2 separate regions of the Sus scrofa genome follow, and region 2 is linked to region 1. The links are chromatin contacts, called in public HiChIP or PLAC-seq maps. All regions are on one chromosome and are shown on one strand. The core of a region is the stretch at or near the end of the contact, and the rest is flanking DNA. Distances in the headings are between cores, read along the strand shown.

Region 1 (5,742 bases), core at 846-3,345:
TATTGATATTAAACAGTGTAATCTTTGCAAGCGTATATTGAAGATTATTCTGGAGCATTTATTGCCTTACCAGAAATGTTAGTAAGAAATGTTCTTTAGAGTAGAAAGATAGACTTGAGTTTCTATACTTTAATAAGAGCTCTTTGTTCCTGGGGGGAGGGGGGAGGGGAGGGGTGAGTTTTACTTTCATCTCAATTTATTAAAAACCCACAACTGAAATACGTTTTATTTCAAGGATCAGCAGTTTTAGAATTTCAGATAGTACTTGCTCAGGAGTACATGCTACTCAAGATATTAAGAGAATAACAAGATATGTAGATCTACTGTTGAATCAGAATCTATGTACTTGAACAAATGTGTGAATCTTAAATATCTCAAAGAAAAAGAAAAGTGTTCTAGAATGTTGTTGCTTTTTTAAAAAGCACTAAAGTTAGACCAAGGTATACAGTTTTGTTCTAACAGACATTTAGGGTAATTGTAAAGATAAGGAATGCATTATGGGTCAAAATCAAACATTCCTCTCATGTTATGTATATTTTGTTCCTGTTATATTGGCTTTATTTTCAAAATTGTAGTTTGTAGTATTAGTTTCCTTTTATTGGTATTCTTGCATATACTATTCATTCAATAAATGAGTTATGACTTTCATGTTTGTATTTATGTCTTTTTTTGTGCAACGGTATGATGAAGCTTATTTGTAACAGCAGCAGTATTATGTTCCTTTTAGTCTCGTTCTTATTTCAAGGTGAAATGCCTAGTTTGTTTAATAACTTTGTCATTAAACAGGTATGAGACAGAGAAAGATGTGAATTTGAGTTTAGTCCAAAGTTTCACACATAAAGATTTTTATCATGGAGAGAAACAGCAATCTTTCAAGCATGGTAGAACTGCATTACATCTTGGTTCTTCCTCTGGAACCTAGTTAGAAGGTAATTTTAAAAAAAAACAACAACAGGAGTTCCCGTCATGGCGCAGTGGTTAACGCATCCAACTAGGAACCATGAGGTTGCGGGTTCGCTCCCTGGCCTTGCTCAGTGGGTTAAGGATCGTGCGTTGCCGTGAGCTGTGGTGTAGGTTGCAGACGCGGCTTGGATCCCGCGTTGCTGTGGCTCTGGCTCAGGCTGGCGGCTACAGCTCCGATTGGACCCCTAGCCTGGGACCCTCCATGTGCCGCGAGAGCAGCCCAAGAAATGGCAAAAAAAATTTTTTTAATTTAAAAAACCGAAAACTCCAAGTACAGTTTATCTGATTGCTAATAAGGGTGCAGGATTAATGTCCTTGTCATAGAGGTGTTCCACCTTAACCATTCCAGTGTACTTACTCCCTTTTCTGTGCTTAGCTTACTTCTAGCAATAGTGCTCATATATTGAGAGGGTCCTATCCAAGGCAGAAATCAAAGTTTTAATTGATAGAATATACTCTTTTCATACATACAATTCCTAAGCTGCATTCCTGCATTCCTACTCAAGAGGAAAACTAAATCAAGTAAGAAGTTCTGATTAACGCTATTGCAATAGGACCGTGTGCTTTCTTGCAAATGTTTCCTAGTTGTGCTTGGTGTGTGTGTGTGTGTGTGTGTGTGTGTGTGCGTGTGTGTTCAAAATCCATTACTTAGTTTCATTTTAATTACCCAAAAATATGGAGAAGAGAGTTATGTGGTTTTCTTTAGCTAATTGAAACTGCTGACAGCTGGGTTTTGGGACTGGGGTGTTTTGGGGTTTGTTTTCCTTTTTCATTTGCAGTCATCAGCAATTGCTTAGGTCATTCCAAAGCATAAATGTCATAGAATTTCCTAGGATAATTCTTTGGCCAGCAAATGGCCGGTCCATAGTTTTTAAGGGAAAAACTCAGTCCCTGAGACAGTGCTGCTTTATGTATCAATCAGTGTTGCCTTGTTCAGATATGGAGGTAACTGGACATTAAGGACAAAGCAAAAATGTACTCTTGATTTTTATTCAGAAGATGAAAACTATATCAGTTACCGTGAAAGTTAGCGATAGCATTTTAACTCGTTCTACTGTAGCAGACAGATTCTGTATGTAGTCAGCCTACTGGTCAGTCCACTAGGAGTTCTGTTGTGGTTAAGGATCCAGTGTTGTCACTGCAGCAACGTGGGCCACAGCTGTTGCGTGGGTTTGATCCCTGGCCTGGGAACTTCCACATTCTGTGGGTGCGGCCAAAAAAAAGATTTAAAGTCAGTCAGCAAACCAGACCTGGGTCTTTGTCAAGAGATAGCAAATTCATGAATATAAATCCTACCTTTGCCTGTACTTCTGTAGGCTAGAAATGTGTTTTTGTGTTGGGGGTGGAGGCAGTGGTGCAGAGATAGGGAAGGTGCAGCTGGGCAGAGAGCTAACTAGGTCTGCTCTGTGACTGATAATAGCCTACTAAAGAGACTTATGTGAAAACAAAAATGTTTTGAAGGGACAACCCTTTAAATGAGACCTGAGAGAGTAGCTGTTCAAGGGAGCATTGGGAGCAGGGAAATAGAGGTAGACTGTACTTTAACATGGACTTTGGATTTATAGCTGTTGAGTTTCTATTAAGTCATTTGTACAAAAGGATAAGGTTTTTTAGTTTGTTTATTTTAAAAATCAGAGCTATTTCCAGATTTTGTGTGGATAAAAGTCATATGTGGCCGTAAAAAGAAATGATGTGTGCTACAACATGGATGAAGCCAGCTAAGAAGAGTCCAAGAAGTCAACACAAAGGGTCACGTATTGTAGGAGTCCCTTTATAGGAAATGTCCAGAAGAGGCAGATTCATAGAGACAGAATGCAGATGAGTGGGTCCCAGGAGCAGGAAGGAGGGGGAATGAGAAGTAACTGGGAACAGGCATGGAGTTTCTCTCTCTCTCCTTTTTTTTTTTTTTTTTTTTTTTTTTGGTCTTTTAGGGCCGTACCCGTGGCATATACAAGTTCCAGGACTGGGAGTCAAATCGGAGCTGTAGCTGCCGGCCTACGCCACAGCAACAGCAATGCCATATCCAAGCTGTGTCTGTGACCTACCCCACAGCTCACGGCAACGCCGGACCGTAACCCCATGAGCGAGGCCAGGGATCGAACCTGCATCCTCATGGATGCTAGTCAGGTTCGTTACTGCTGCGCCACTATAGGAACTCCCAGGCATAGAGTTTCTTTTGGGGTGGTGTAAACATATGGAATTAAATAGTGGTGATGGTTACACAACTTTGTGAATATACTAAAACCCACGAATTATATGCTTTAAAAGTTGAGTTTTATGTTTATGTGAACTTTACCTCAATTGAAAAAAAAAATGTAGCCATGGTACAAAATTGAAATATGCAGATACATAAAGCAAAATGTAAAAACCACCCCTTTTCCACGAGCCTACTTCCCAGTATTTGATGTGTATTCTGCCAAATGCTTGTGTATAGATACAACTTCGACACTTTTTTTAAAGCATAAATAGGCTCATGCTGTATCTACAGTTTTGCACCTTGTCTTTTTCGCTTGAACACCACCACAAGGTGTCATCAGCGCAGTTAGAGTCCTCACATTCTGTTTAGCAGCTACATGGCATCACAGTGTATGGATGAGCCGGAGTTGTTCTGTCCAGTCTCATGTATATATCTTCATGTTCTGAAATTTCCAGAAGCGGAACTGCTGAGTAAAGGGTTTGTATAGAGTTTTGATAAAAAAAATGCTGTCCAAAACATTTGTAGTTTGGGAGTTCCCATTGTGGCTCAGCAGTAATGAACCTGACTAAGTACCCATGAGGACTTGGGTTTGATCCCTGGCCTCATTCAGTGGGTTGAGGATCCGGCGTTGCCCTGAGCTGCAACGTAGGCCGAAGATGAGGTCCCACATTGCTGTGGCCATGGTATAGGCCGGCAGCTGCAGCTCCCATTCATTCCCTAGCCTGGGAACTTCCGTATGCTGCAGATGAGGCCCTAAAAGACCAAAAAAAAAAAATGTAGTTATTTAAAAGTCCACCCATAGGCCTTGGGCTCCCCTGTTCTGCTGCTCCAAAGGAGTGCTTTTTAATGAAAAAAGGTATGGTACCTCTAAAAAAAAAATACATGCTCTCTAGAAAATTCTGTGGGGTTTTGATTTTATTATAAGGACCAGATAGACTATATCTCAAAGTGGAATGTGAATTATCTTTGGGACACTGGGCAGTATATTTCATGTGTGAAAAGATTAAGTCAAAAGGTTTTGTTTCATATGTATTATTAACAGTAGTAATTGCTGAATCATTTCCCTTCTGCTTTCTGAAAATAAATAGCTTGCTCAGAGCTGTTCATTTTTGCCACATGGATCTACTTCTCTGTGTGTCCAGGGTCAAATATAGCCCAGTTCAGTGTACTTGAAGGAACCGGGTATTGTTTTGCTGAAGAATTCCTCTGACCTTTAGCTGTTGTGATGGTTCCTACTCCCCACATCACGACTCTGTCTTCCCACTGGTCAATTATGTAAAAATAAGATAAAATCATTTGAACTTTCCACTTTTCCACTAGTTATTTTGTCCCTGTATGAATAAAATCTAACAAAATGAGTGAAAGACTAACTAGAAAAATTGACTTGAGTTCCCATCGTGGCACAGCAGAAATGATTCTGACTAGGAACCAAGAGGCTGTGGGTTCGATTCCTGACCTCCCTCAGTGGGTTAAGGATATGGCATTGCCATGACCTGTGGTGTAGGTTGCAGATGCAGTTCGGATCTGATGTGGCTGTGGCCTAGGCTGGCAACTGTAGCTCCGATTAGACCCCTAGCCTGGGAACCTCCGTATGCCGTAAAAAGCAAAAAAAAAAAAAAAAAGAAAGAAAAAGAAAAATTAACTTGATATACATATCATTTGCTAGAAAAATTTTTATTTAAAAATTTCAAGTGACAGATACCTGTATGTATGAAAATAAAAATGAAGAATAAAAATAACATGAATATTCAGTTCTACTGGTCAATCAACAAGAAAGTTTCTAAATAGGGAGTTCCCATCATGGCTCAGTGGTTAATGAATCCAACTAGGAACCATGAGGTTGCCCGGGTTCCATCCCTGGCCCTGCTCAGTGGGTTAAGGATCCAGTGTTGCCGTGAGCTGTGGTGTAGGTCGCAGATGCGGCTTGGATCCTGCATTACTGTGGCTGTGGTGTAGGCCGGCGGCTACAGCTCCGATTGGACCCCTAGCCCAGGAACCTCCATATGCCGCGGGAGCGGCCCAAGAAATGGCAAAAAGACACACACAAAAAAAGCTTCTAAATAAAAAATAAGTCGAATGTAGTCAAGGATGAATTGATGCCATATGAAAACTAGTTTTTTCCTAATTCTCAAAATCACATTTTGTGCTAATTAGGTGTTTATGATAGTAACCAAACAACTATTTTATTTAAAAAGACTTAACTCAGATATATAACATTACAAAGATAATTTTTAAATATTTTACCAATAACCTTTTCTTTGGCCACGTGTCCTTCCTTTTTTTCCCATATGCTTATGAGATAATTAAGTCTTTAAGGAGGGGTGACAAAACAGGATGACTACATTAGAGAGTTGTTCTGGTAACTTTGAACTGCCGTGATCATGGAAACGATGTTATTTTCATTTCAGAGTTTAGGCAGACGACTTAACCCACAGGCTTATTTTCAAATGTTCCTGATCCGTAAGCCCAATAGGCTTATGTTCTATATTTAGTATTGATTTAGTATTACCAGGAAGCAATAACTCTTTGGACCCTGGTCTCGTATGTTCTCGGTTAGAGAGCAAGCACAGAAGATAAGCAGT
Region 2 (5,202 bases), core at 876-3,375, 470 kb after region 1:
AGCATGATAAACAGGTCACAGGACAGGCTGTTCTAGTTAGCATAAAGTTCAAGCCAAATCACATATAAGCCAGAATGACTTCCCCATACCTCAATTGTGAAAATTTCTTCCGTCAATCACAAAATTTTACTGATCCCAGACAGTGGTCTAAAACTGTAATCCTGCATCTGAGCTTTACGTAACATTCAAGTTGTGGGCGAGATGTTTATTTTCTCCCCCCCCACCCACCCCCCCAGTTCTGTAGAAAGGACCTTCCCTTTATTTTCTATTGCTCTTAGGGTATGAAGGGAGAAGGCTGAGCTGAAATTCGAACAACTTGCAAATCCACAAATGTCTCCTTTACACCTAGTTTCTTTCTTTTTTTTTTTTTTCATTTTAGGGTCGCACCCACGGCATATGGAGGTTGCCAGGCTAGGGGTCGAATCGGAGCTGCAGCTACTGGCCTACGCAGGATCTGAGCCAAGTCTGCGACCTACACCACAGCTCACAGCAACGCCAGTTCCTTAACCCACTGAGTGAGGCCAGGGATGGAACCCAAATCCTCATGGATCCTAGTTGGGCTCATTAACCACTAAACCACAAAGGGAACTCCTACCCCTAGGTTTTGCTTTGATGTTCATCCCAATGGATTAGAAGGAATTCATACACCCTGAGTAAGCTCATATCTTACATATAGACTTCATTTCCATATATTAGTTCTTGTATTTTTATGAATCCATATTCTGCTTATAAGACTCTGCTCTAGGTAATGGCTCATATTGCCATATACAGACTGTGGTATACTGACTGAAAAGAAAGCCACAGCAATATCTCTCATCCCTGGATTTACAGCCCTTTGCTTGTATGTTGAAGGGAGAGCTGAGGATTTGCTGACGGAGTTAATGTGGGGCATGAAACAAACAGAGGAATCAAGGAGGACACCGAGGTGTTTGGCTTGAGCAATAGGAAGGAAAGAATTTCCATCTACCAAGGCGAGGAAAACAGAGGAAGAATAGAGTTCAGAGGGGCAAAAAGACAGTCTTAATGAATAAAACTTTCACAGATACTATATAATTTATTTACTTTAAAATTTATAATTTATTTACTTTTAGTAAACTTATAAAATTTATAATTTATTTACTTTTTAGTAAACTTATAAAATCAGTGAACCCAAGATTCCCTTAAATGTTCGCATATATAAACAACCTATAAAAGTAAGAGTTCAACTAAAATCCCAACCCCAAACCCATTAATCAACTATGTATTTTAAACAGGAACAACAGGAGCCATATTGTCTTTGGATGGAGCTGTTGTGGGCATCCAGAGAGTTGCCCTGCAGCATTATCTCATAAAAACGTGATTTATGAAAGAAACTGGAGTGTCATTGCCCTAAATGGTGAATTATGTGCATATATGTGATTACAATGTTAGAAAAAGTAATTTAATGATCAGAGTGGTAATTTGATTTTCCGGTATTGGTAATAAACTAAAAGTAAGTGCCTCTGGTAAAATCAGATAACCCCTCATTTTTATCTTTTCAACATCGATGCAGATGACCATATGATTATCTTCTTTTGGTCTTTAAAAATTTTTTTGATTAAAGTATAGTTGATTTACAATTTTTTTTCTTTTGGTCTTTTAATATAGCAAATCAAGGGATTTCTTAACACTCAACCTTCCTTACATTCCCTGGTCATGGTGCATCATTCTCTGAACATGCTGCTCTGGACTATGCTGGCTAATATTTGGGGCTTTCCTATTAATACCGCAGGCAACATGTGCAGCCTGGGTGCAAGTACTCTCTGGCTGAGCGATGCATGAATAATAAACAGGAACGTGTGTTCACAGAACCTCACAAAAGTGAGGGGGGGTGTCCAGAGACTGAGCGTCAGACAAGGAACTCGGAAAGGCGAGTGAGTGCCAGGGAGGGTGGGGAAGGTGAGCACCTGGCTGACTCTTCAGCCTCAGAGCACCTGGCCCTCCCCTCCCCAAGCGCAGCGGGCTCTGTCCCCATTACGTAAGACCTAGCCTCCCCTACAGCCTTGGGAAACATAGATTCCGCCCCCGCCCTCCAAGAGCAGACGTTAGCCCCGCCCCTTCAGGCCCTAGCGTGGACTCCATGTTGCGCCTGCGCACTAGCAACCATCTGGTCCAGTGGGAGGAACCCGCGCAGGCGCCGGTATGGGCCATGGCCCCGCCCACCCCTGCCCTGGGCCCGCCCACCCCTGCCCTGGGCCCGCCTCCGCGGAACGCACTCCTGCTGAAGCCTGGGAATATAAACATCAGAGTGGTAGTGAGATTTCCTGGTGTTTGGTAAAGCCTAAGTGCAAATGCCTCAGGTAAAATCATACCCACTGACCTGAAATAGGGCCAAATGGCAGATGGCTCACAGCCTTATATGAGACACATTCTGTAACACAAGAGAGGATAATAAAAGGGGTATAAAGTTCCAGCTCCATTTGGAGAAAAAGAGAAATGATTTGAACTTTGCATACTTATGAACCTCTCAGGCAGGAAATGAGACACTGCACCTTTGGCCACTCTAGTCTGGATGGCAAGAACAGAGCTGCTGACACCTGGGGCCCACGAAAGAGAACTGTACCCAACCACTCAGCATGTCTACAGGCAGAACAGATTGCCAGTATTGTTCTCCTTTCCCTTGGGGGTTGATTTTAGTAACCATAATCATAATGATAAGGCTTCTGCTGATGTGTTTTGTTTTGGGTTTTTTTTGTTTGTTTGTTTTGTTTTCCTTTTCAGGGCCGCACTCGTAGCATATGGAAGTTCCCAGGCTAGGGGCTGAATCGGAGGTGTAGCCGCTAGCCTACACCACAGCCACAGCAGCGCAGGATCTGAGCCGCGCCTGCAACCTACACCACACTCAAGGCAACACCGGATCCTTAACCAACTGAGTGAGGCCAGGGAACCAACCCACATCCTCATGGATACTAATCAGCTTCATTTCCACTGAACCACAAGGGGAACTCCCTGCTGATATGTTTAAACCATGGTAAGCTATACAGAAGACATGAAATTTTAGTTAACTGCATGTCTAATTCCAGTTAGGGCTGGATACTGTGTTGACATGTTTAAAGAATAAACAACGCCAAAAATTTCTTCTACTTACTTAATTCTGCTATTACAAAGGCTTTCTAAGATCTAGTGATGTCATGTAATGAAAGATGCCTCGGACACAAAGAACCAAGGTTCTCATGCAGGCCTCACCAGGAATTAACTGTGTGCTTGTGGCTTCCAGTTTTGGTCCTACTGACTTCTGATGCTTTGTACAACCATGCTGGTCCTCCTACCTCTGCCCTACCCTTGGGAGGATCAGGAGATTTCCCCCAAAACCTCCACAATCCCCAGATATATATTTATGGCCTTCATGAAGTGGTTAAAAGGATCACTTCTTATAGGGAGGTATTGGATTACCTATGACCTTTAGGGGTGAGCTTAATGAAGGGTGGAACTTCTACCATAGCCTGGAAAGACCCCATTCCCCTGCCACCAACTCCTGTTCTTAATCTATCAGATTCTATAGCTTAGAGCTCAGCCCTGGTTCAGGCAACAATGCACATGGCAGAGCCGTCGATTCTTTGATCAGGCGGGTGTTCATTGTGAATAATAAAAATCTACAAGTGAGATCTTCTGAAACAAATTTTATTGGAAGAACACAAGTATTTTACAAAATACAAGAAGCTTAAGCAGCAAATACATTCTAAAGACACAGAAATGAGGATAACCCAGGGAAACCCCACAATATGTCTTTTACATGATATTTTCTGCAGTGAAAGGTTATTAATGAGCCTTTGCAGGCTAGCCTAGCACCCATTCTTGGCATCTAGTCCCAAACTCTAAATATAACAGAAGCATGGTTTGCTCAACTAGGACAAGATGAAAAGTATCAAACTGAGTAGCTAAGGCCAAGGAACTCAGTCACACAGAAAACAGAAGGTGGTGGGAAGACCTCAGAGAAAAGAGGCCTGCTGCAGAGACCAACCAGCCTGAGACACTACCTTCCACCCTATAGGATACAGATACAGTACATATACACCTTGACGTGTCCCCATATGTAAAATATTTTACACCTGGACATGTCCCCATGTGTAAAATATTTTAAAAGATTTCTCAGGTAAGCACAAAAGCACATATTATAAGAAACAAAACCAACCCAAAGTCCAAGCCATTCCCAAAGGCACAGGACCCAAAGTCAATTTCTGGTCAAATGACAAATAGCTGATGTCACAGGCCACTCCTTGAGCTGAAGTCCTCCAGGTGAAGTTCACAGCTTTCGCAGAAGTGCTGTGATTCTACAAAATTCAAAATCCTATGGACTAAAGGTTAACCTTATATGTGCCAATGCAAATGCTATGCATACATAGAAAAACCAAGGCAAAACAATAATACAGAGTAGTAAATAGCATTACCCATTTCCCAGTGTAGAAGCATTCTTCCCTTTCAGTTCTAAAACCTCAAGACACTTGAGGGGGAGTATACATCTGTAACCACGAGAGGGTCTTTTTTGTTATTATTTTTAAACCACTTTATTGAGGTTATGAAGGTATGACTGACATACAGAAAGCTGCACATACTTAATACATACAACTTAATGAGTCTGGAGATAAGTATACCTCCACGAACCATCATCATAATCTATGCCTTAAACATATCCAACCCCTGTTAAGTTTCATTCCACCCTCGCTAATTCATATTATTATTTTTTGACAGAAGGTAGAATAAGATTTACTCTCAGCACATTTTTCTATACACAATACTTCAAACTCTGAGCTCAGGAGGAGACGCGCACGTCTTGGTTCCCAGCTTTAACTACATCCTACATCCCGTAGCTCAGTACCCTGACTGTACAACCTATAATCACTAGAGTCGAGTCTGCGACAGGCCTTTCAGCATTCAGGAAGGCTGCTATGTCTGACTGCTGGGGCAGACTGAGCAAATCAGAGCATCTCCTTAGGATTCATTCAACAGAGCCCACTGCTGTTCTTATCCAAACTTGATATGAAGCAGTACAGTAGGCCTGCACATGAGTAAGAAGAGGGAAGGGAAGCTGAGAAGGCCAACCCAAATCTAGACTGTGAAGGGGCCTGACTGGCGACACTCAGTAATCCCTTTATTGTGTCAGCTGAAGGGCTGCGAGGGCAAATTCAAATCCAGAGGGATCAGAGATCATTCAAGCTACATAGGAGGGCACACATTTTGCACACT

What was found. HiChIP or PLAC-seq counts read pairs in DNA pulled down with a chosen protein or histone mark.
Region 2: an H3K27ac HiChIP or PLAC-seq map of alveolar macrophages shows a contact between it and region 1. The contact joins two enhancer-like sites. A contact is called at or near these places in 1 of 5 promoter capture datasets (liver), 1 of 47 Hi-C or Micro-C datasets (liver) and 1 of 2 datasets of contacts at active chromatin or transcription factors (alveolar macrophages).

The regions. Positions count from the first base shown.
Region 1 is chrX:110,302,361-110,308,102 of Sscrofa11.1, forward strand. It overlaps a transcript of PHF6 not described here. Among named protein-coding and RNA genes, the nearest start is that of HPRT1, 16 kb to the right of the region's middle. Within about 2 kb of position 2,096, at least 1 of the 83 cell types and tissues checked has an H3K27ac peak or open chromatin away from gene starts, as enhancers often do. A contact at or near this core is called in alveolar macrophages, where this site is marked.
Region 2 is chrX:110,771,211-110,776,412 of Sscrofa11.1, forward strand. It overlaps a transcript of MOSPD1 not described here. Among named protein-coding and RNA genes, the nearest start is that of SMIM10, 19 kb to the left of the region's middle. Within about 2 kb of position 2,126, at least 46 of the 83 cell types and tissues checked have an H3K27ac peak or open chromatin away from gene starts, as enhancers often do. A contact at or near this core is called in alveolar macrophages, where this site is marked.